Linked DNA regions of Gossypium hirsutum: regions 1 and 2 are each linked to region 3. A link is a contact called in public Hi-C data. All regions are on one chromosome and are shown on one strand. The core of a region is the stretch at or near the end of the contact, and the rest is flanking DNA. Distances in the headings are between cores, read along the strand shown. Region 1 holds the start of LOC107921230 (probable E3 ubiquitin-protein ligase XERICO). Region 2 has its middle 8.8 kb from the start of LOC107921263. Region 3 holds the start of LOC107922300 (eukaryotic translation initiation factor 4B2).

Evidence for each region. Hi-C and Micro-C count contacts between places; a contact is called where the count stands out from the background.
Region 1: a Hi-C map of leaf shows a contact between it and region 3, with 1.9 times the contacts expected there. The contact joins the promoter of LOC107921230 here to the promoter of LOC107922300 in region 3. A contact is called at or near these places in 6 of 34 Hi-C or Micro-C datasets (anther, cotyledon, leaf and 1 more).
Region 2: a Hi-C map of leaf shows a contact between it and region 3, with 2.3 times the contacts expected there. The contact joins the enhancer-like site here to the promoter of LOC107922300 in region 3. A contact is called at or near these places in 5 of 34 Hi-C or Micro-C datasets (hypocotyl, leaf and petal).

The regions. Positions count from the first base shown.
Region 1 is chrD01:52,062,982-52,065,681 of Gossypium_hirsutum_v2.1, forward strand. It overlaps LOC107921230 (probable E3 ubiquitin-protein ligase XERICO), which reads right to left and starts at 1,284. Exons shown (of 1, transcript XM_016851108.2): 1 at 1-1,284. The coding sequence starts at 602. The coding sequence ends at 123.
Region 2 is chrD01:51,952,658-51,955,357 of Gossypium_hirsutum_v2.1, forward strand. No RefSeq gene overlaps it. Among protein-coding and RNA genes, the nearest start is that of LOC107921263, 8.8 kb to the right of the region's middle. Within about 2 kb of position 1,269, at least 3 of the 9 cell types and tissues checked have an H3K27ac peak or open chromatin away from gene starts, as enhancers often do. A contact at or near this core is called in hypocotyl and leaf, where this site is marked.
Region 3 is chrD01:52,204,308-52,207,007 of Gossypium_hirsutum_v2.1, forward strand. LOC107922300 (eukaryotic translation initiation factor 4B2) reads right to left here and starts at 1,325. Exons shown (of 3, transcript XM_016852273.2): 1 at 1-1,325. The coding sequence starts at 929.

The DNA of each region.
Region 1 (2,700 bases), core at 34-2,533, 140 kb before region 3:
ACTCAAATGAAGCAAGAAGGGAGAAAAAAAGTAAATCGGATATCGAGAAAAATAAAATAAACCAATAAAACAAGTATTCTTCTTATCTAAATAACTAATAAATTAAGCTCCATCCATACATTCTAGTGAATAGATCGACAGAGCGGGCAAGTACTATGCTTGTTACCAAACCATTTCTCTAGACATCCTTTGTGAAAGAAATGTTTGCAAGACAACTCACTCACCTCCTCATCCGCTTCAAACCCACATAAGCACACACAACACTCCACGCTGTTAACCCATCCATCACCCCGACTGCTGTTGCTACTGCCATAACCGCCATCTGCAGGAGCTGAATCTTCATATGATGTTGATGCTGATGAGTGCCTGTTGTGGCACAAAGACTTGAACTGGGTTATAGATATCCTCCTCTCCCTTGCTTTGCTCATCTCTTCTGGGTCCTCGTTTGAGTCCTCAATATCTAAATTTGAAGTAGTAGACGCGCCCACCACTTGAAGTAAAGATCTCACAATGTTTTTCAACAAAGCCACCGACAGAACTGTGTTCATTACTAGCACTGGAAGTACCCCCTCAGCTGCACTAGGGAAATTCGACAGCCCCATCTTTGTTTTGTCCGACAACACGTACCCCACAGAAACAAATAAATATTGATATATCTATCTAATAAAACTCTAATAAATCAGTTTCTTGAAAGAATTTGGATTATGCCGCAGAGAGCAAAAAATCAATTTCCAGCCAAGGAAGACAAAAACAAAGAAAGGAAGCAGCAACTATATGTTTCCCGCATAAACATAACAGAGGTTGTCCTCTGAGCGACGTTAAGACCAAGTTGGGCTGGGTTCTGTAAGGTTTGATAAAGTCATAAATATACAAGGGCATTGTAGAAACCAGTGTGCTAACCCTGGTTCACGAACCTTAACCAGGGGAGGGTTCACCAGGTACACGTCGCGACACGTGTAGGATTTGTGGAAGATAATAGGATTGATAATAATAATTGAATTAAAAATTGGGGTTAGAAAAGACCGGAACTGGTTGCGCTGGCAATTTCACTAGAAAGACAAGGGTTTAAACTTCAAAGGAGAGAAGGCACGTGTGCTGTAAACGTTGTTATGGCCAATCAGGTGGGAGCTTGTGGCAAGGGCGGGCGGAGCTACCTCTAAGTTGGGCTTTTTGGGAGCACGAAGTTTCTTGATTCCCGGATGCCGCCGCGGATGTTTACTTCAACCCGTCAATCATAGTCTGCATTACTTTTCATTAACATAGAACAGCTTTGCTATGTCGGTAAACCCAATTAATGCAATGTGATATTTATCAGTTTATATGTGCCTTCTTAGCATGTGTTTAGTTTACCGTGTTTGATTTGAGACGTTTGATGGTTTTCAAAGAAAACCTTATCATTAATATGAATTATCAAAAAAATTATATCAAAATGTTATATTTATAAAATAGTTTCAAAAGAGGAAAAAAAATAAAATGAAAGTACCTATAATATTAGAAAAATTATAAATAAATATGCGATTAAACAATTAAATATTGCATTTTAGTCTCGTTTTAATCAAATCAATCTAAGGATAAACTTTAATTAATTAAGAAATCACAGTTAAGAGTTTTAAGAGACTCACTACATCAATAATCACAAAGGTCAAGTCTTAGATGACCTATCCTCCCATTATCATTTCGGATTCTAAATTTATAAACATTATGATTTTATTCTATCATGATAAGACTTTTTGAAAATTATTCCCAATAAAGCAAGTGGCACCATTATCTTGAAAAATATCATATATATATATATATGCTAAAAATATAATTAAAAATTAAAACCACTATTACTTTTAGATAAATCAAAATAGAAGCGTGAACAAAGTAAAACCACGATACTTTAGACTAAAATTAAATTTAAAAAAAATATTATTAAAGAAGTCGTGACTAGCAACTAACTCAAAGGCTAACATCGTCATCAACAAAACAAAAATTTGAGCTGAAAAAGTTAAATGGCTAGGATTTTCTAAATATAAGGTTTTCTTGTTTTCTTTTGATTTAATTTTCAAGTAATTATATTATCCTTCCAAAATAAATATGATATAGAAGAAGCAGATTAGGATTGAATAAGTTGTTAAAGTAGCTAACGAGATGCCTGAAACAACAAAAAAAAAGATTAAAATAAGCAAATTAAAATTAAATAAAGAGTAAATAATTGGAGAAGAAAAGAGATTGGAATAAGGCTAGAATTCAACTTGGATAAGAATTTGGAAGAAAGAGATTTGCTTGGACTCTAAGGAGCCTAATCGAATCCATGTGGAACACAAAGTTGAAATAAAAAGATGACACCAAAATTTAGCACAGTGAAACAAGAAAAAACAAAATAAAGAATGAACAGGATCGAAAAGAAAGATGATGGAAAGATGGTTCTGAAAATAGTCGTGAAGAATGATAATAGGTTACATTTCATGCCTGACTCGATCATTGAACTTGAGTATAGAATATCATAAGTTAAAATTATTGTACGCACTAAACCTTTTTAAAGGTTAACTTTTCGATTTGCCTCTTACCAAAGAGGTTTTCGATTTGGCGAGTATCCTCTTACCAAAGCAGTCCATTAATTTGAGAATATTTAATTGAAAGCAAAATTAAAATGGTACCACACTATTTTGGAAGATTAAAGATTCAAGTAAATATCCTTTAATGAAAGCTTAGAAA
Region 2 (2,700 bases), core at 19-2,518, 250 kb before region 3:
TCTTGTAAAGCTGGTTGAGGTCGGTAGATAACCTAACAATTGAGCATCAATATCGGTTTGATATATTCATTACTGGTATCGATTCATTGTTAACAGAAATGAATTCTCGCTTTAATGATGAGGTAGTTGAGTTACTTGTTATTAGCTTTGCTTTGGGTCCACGCGATAATTACAAAGCTTTTTGTGTGGAAGATATTTGCAAGCTTATGAATGATTTTTATCTGGACAATTTTACGAGCAAGAAAAACTACACATGAAGAGTCAATTGGAACTTTTTCAACTTGATGCTCATCAAAGCACAAAGTTGCAGAAAGCTTCTACAGTTGCTGAGTTGTGTCAAGTGCTAGCTAAGACAAATAAATCAAGAATTTATCCTCTTCTTGATAGAATTATTCATGTTGTGCTAACTCTTCTTGTGTCTACTGCAATGATTAAACGAGCATTTTCAGCCATGAAAATTGTGAATATAAGACTTCGCAACAGAATGGGGGATGATTTTTTTCAACTTACTTGGTGGCATACATTAAAAAAAGATAGCTCGAGAATTTTCAACAGATTCTATTATTGATGAGTTCAATCTTATGAAAAAACGAATGGTGCAATTTAGGATGCCTAGAACTAATGCCAAGTATTAGTTTTTTTTTTGTAAATTGAAAATAAATATTTAATTTTATATAGTGTCTTTTATTTTTTACAATTAAATTGTTCATACCTTTTGAAAAACATTAAATTAATTTGTTTGATAAAAAAATTTTAATTGATACATTTTACATTAAAAAAAAAGTCGTTCGAATTTAAAAATTTCACCCCTTAAAATAAAATTATATGGATCCATCCCTACCCTCAAACCCATTTTTTTCCCAAACTCCCTCAGAAGTTTCTCTCCACAAAATCTTTTTGCAGTTATGGAAAACTGAGTTAGAGAGCGAGCCGTTTGCAATCTTCCCTAGAAGAATTAGGCTTTGGAAATTTATCTTCTATCTCCTTCCCTTTTTGTTTTTTTTTTTATTATCTAATATCAAGTTCAGCATTCCTCCTTTCTTCTATTTCAAAAAGGGATTTAAATTTTCTTGTTTTAATTCTATGATTCTCCACAATCACATGATTATCACTAACCCCATTAGCAACTGAAAAAGGTTTCATCTAAGACTAGAATCAACTACACCAAAATGAGCCTTCCCATTTTTCATTTGGCCATCCAAAGCCAAACCCGTATTCCTTATATCATCCAATGCTTGTAAAGAAACAGAATCACGAACCCCTCCATCATGAAAGCCCATGGCCCCATCCCATACCAATCCAACCCCAAATTCAATTTTTCAATGCCCCATTAACATTATCAAAGTATCCCCTTTGCGAATTAAAGGATTAGAACCTGCTATATCGTCAAAACCAATATCCAACCATTGTACTAACATTCCCCTGCCTCTTTACTACAAGTCTCCACTTCCGAAAAATTATCATTAAAAGCTTCCACTAGAGACTCCTCCTACCGAAGTCGAATAGCCATCGACAGCGGAGAGTGGAAAAGCATCACCATCAATCCATTTCCATTCGAGTTCTGTAGATATCAAATTTTGCCCCGACCCGACCTCATTATCTGGATTTGAATTTTAAAATGGTTGAGGAACTATAGGGTGATTATTTCAATTTTAAATTAAACTGTTATCAATTTAATGTTAAATTTGGAATTAGATTAAAAGCTAAATTAAGATAGAATGTTTATGTATGGTTTCAATTAAACTGAAATCAATTTTAAATTCTTTTTAGTTTAATTTAATTTAAGTTTTGAAATTTTGGCATGAAGTAGGTGAATATTTGAATATCTACTTATGTTGGCTTTTTTTGAAAAAAAATAATAGCATTTTTTTTGTTAAAATTTGTAATGTTAAAAAATATAATTAATAAAATCATTTCTGATTTTCAAAATACTTTATTAGGCATAATTTTGGGAAAATGCCAATTTAAATAATTTTCAAAAGCACAGTCTATTTTTCTTCTCAAAGTCCAAATTAATTTGTTTCTCAAAGCCCAGTCTAATTTGGTTTAAAACAATCTTTTAAAACCCAAATTTATTTTCAAATTAAATTCAAACCCAGATTTGTTTCAATTTTAATATGATTAAATCTGTTTTGAGTCCATTTTTGGAAATTCCCAAAAGTCCATTTCTATTTCAAGATTGCAGTTAGAGTCTAGAACCCTAAAAATTTTGTGCTGTGAGGAATGGCAAACCTCTCTCAGCCAATCAGAATCAACAGTACAGCAAATAATACTTGCAGTAAAAGTGATTCAAAATGAAAACAACACGTTTTGAAATGATTTTTAGGGTCAAAACACAAGTTTACAAATGAATCAAAAACATGATTAAAATAATACAGATTAAAAGAACAATATAAAAGATCAATGTCAGTCAAAGTTTAAAAAAGAGAAAAACCCTAAAAAGAAAATAAAAAAAACGGCATGGCCTTTTCATCTAATCGAAGGTAAACCCTTGGTTTTCCTTCTTTTATTTTACTATTTTCTAGGTTGCATGCATGAATAAGGGGGAGGGGGAGGCTCCAATGAATGTGGCGTTACCAGGTAGCCCCGTTCCCCAGAAACACTAAAAAAAAAAGAGTTCGATGAAACAACATCATCGGTTCGTTAAGGCTCAACATAATGTTACTGAGTATCACAACATGCTTATATTTTCATTAAAGG
Region 3 (2,700 bases), core at 75-2,574:
TTCTTTGCCTCAATTTCAGAGTCCAGCTTCTTCCAATCCAATCCTTTCTCCGCTAGCACCTCTTCCCTGGGCCTCGCTGCCCCAAAAGGATTCGACTTATTTGTCTTAACCACAAGCTCATTCACATCCCCTCGCAGTGGATCCAAAACTAATCTAGGCCTTTCCTCTCTGATTCCACCTCCACCCCCACCTCGGGACCATCTATCAGGCTCTGGTCCCGAGTCACGGAAACCTGAACCAAATGTCGAAGATCGAGATGGAATTGACCGTTTTAGAGCCGTCCAATTATCAGCCTCATCGGCCTTAGAGAATCCACCACCTCCTCCAGTTCCAAGCCCACCGTATCGATTTTGCCTGCCCGAATCCAGTGAAGGACTTGCTTTTTTTGCAATTGCCCAATTGTCCACCTCATCTGCACGCGACGGTTGATCGTAATCAGAAACCCTAGAAGGCGGACCCCGCCGTTCTTCATTAAACCCCCCCTGCTGCCTCCTTCCGAAGCCCCACGATCCATCGCTGTCTTCACGGTCACGCATAACCCGACCCGCAGGTGGACCCGACCTCCCGTAGGACGAAAACCCACCTCCGAGCTGGCCAAACTGCAATTCCTCGGTGGAACGTTCTTTGGGTCGGGTAGGGAGGAGCATCATCTCTTCGGGTGTCAGCTTATTGTTTTCCGTTACCCTAGCACTGCCAAGTCCACCCCCGCCGGATGACGAGTAAGTCCCCATGTTAAACTCCGAGAGAGTCATTTTCTTCTTCTTGGGTTTCGCGCTAACGGCTTCTTTTAGGCTAGGGAAACTCTGAGATTCAGCCGTGGGCGCACCAGCTGCCGCAGTGGCTGCGGCTTCGGCAGCTGCTCGTTCCTCCGCTTCTTCTCGCTCGGCCTCGGCGGCCCACGCGCCGATGCCACCCCAGGGTTTCGACATTTTCGAAAAAGATTATATTATTTCCCTTTCTGTTTGTGATATTTTTGTTTTCTATGAGATCTGGGAAAAAGCAAAGAAAAAAAATGGGACAGAGATCTAAAAGAGAGGGAAAATGAAATAATTAAGCTAGGGCTCCGTTAATGAATCCGGAGCTCCGACTGTACACTAAGAAATTTAGAGTCGGGTGCAGTTATTTATTTATATTTATGTCGTTAGTCGTTACGCTTTATTCCTATTATTATTTCCATCTTTTATGTAAGAAAAAAATATGCCACATCCCAATGCGTTTCTAGAAGCTAGAGGGACGCGCAAGAAGGGAAGTGAAATGCACGGTCCAATAAGAGATTACAGGTGAAGAATTATTGGGAAATGGAAATAATTATTAGGTGTACCTATATCTAAGATTCAGGTATTTGACTTCTGAATTATGGACGGTGGGATGGTGTTGAGAATCTTGTCTTTTCTCTGATTCCTTAGTTCTTCTTTTTTACTTAAATTTTACTCAAAACTTTGGGGAGAAAAGAGTAAGGTAATTAATTCTTTATTTGGATATAAATTAACGGTTTAATTCAAGATTTAATCTATCTTATTTTCTAACTTTATTATCTAATTTTTTATTCATTTTAATACTTAAATCATTTTTAAATGATGTAGTCAACCAATGAATATGTGCCATGCACCATTTTTAATTAAATATATATAATTTTTTTAAAATTAAAAAATGTAAAAATATAGAAAAATATATAAAATGTAAATAATGTAAATATTTTTTTATGAATGTTTAATTATTTAATTAATTATTTTTGGCCTGATCGTTAAATGTCAAAAGTGGTTGAATCAAGTATCAATGGTTTGACCTGTTCAACCACCTATCTAAATATTAAAACATTAAATGTAACACTTTGAGATTATATCAAAACATCACTTAAAATTTTATATAATTTTTTTTAATTTTCAAGTAACAATTTTAAAGTGTCACATCATTAAATTTTTATAATTTTCAAGTTTAATAAACGGACCAAATACTAACGTAAAACAAAAAAATAATAAGTACCAAACCAAACCTAATTTTCAAGTTTAGAAGTAAAAAATTATATTATGTAAAATAATATATATTATGTCCCCTTAAGGAAAAATATATATAACAGGATACTTATATTGATTTATTATATATTAATAGTTTTTAGGGTATATATTAATATCTTTTATTACATTTCCCTATATACTATTGCATAGGTTAATTTTATTTATTTATTTTATATAATGCAATTTTTTTGGAAAAACATAATGGGAGTTTTAATTTAGTTTAATATCAATGATAATTTTACTTTTTATTAATATATCACATAAAATATATAGTCAATGGTAAAGTTAGGGGTATGCAGGGCACAGTTCTTCTAAAATGAATCTTTTATTTACACCCTTTTATAAATGATAAAATTTTAAATTAGTAATCGTAAAATTATATTTTAACTCTCTCAAAATTATAAAATTTTGATTTAATTTTTTAAAATGTATAAAGAAATAAACTATTAAAATGATGAAATTACATTTTTACTATTGTAAAAGTATACAATTTAATTCCGCCTTAAAAAAAATTTGCTTCACCCATGTATATATTACAAGGTTTTAGACTTTCAATTAATGTGGATAACCTAATTTTTTGCCATGTGAATGCCTGAAATTTAAGTATAAAATTTATTTTTTATCCATTTAACAAACCAAATTTTACCACTTATCCCTCATGTAAAAAAATTTGATGAAATATATT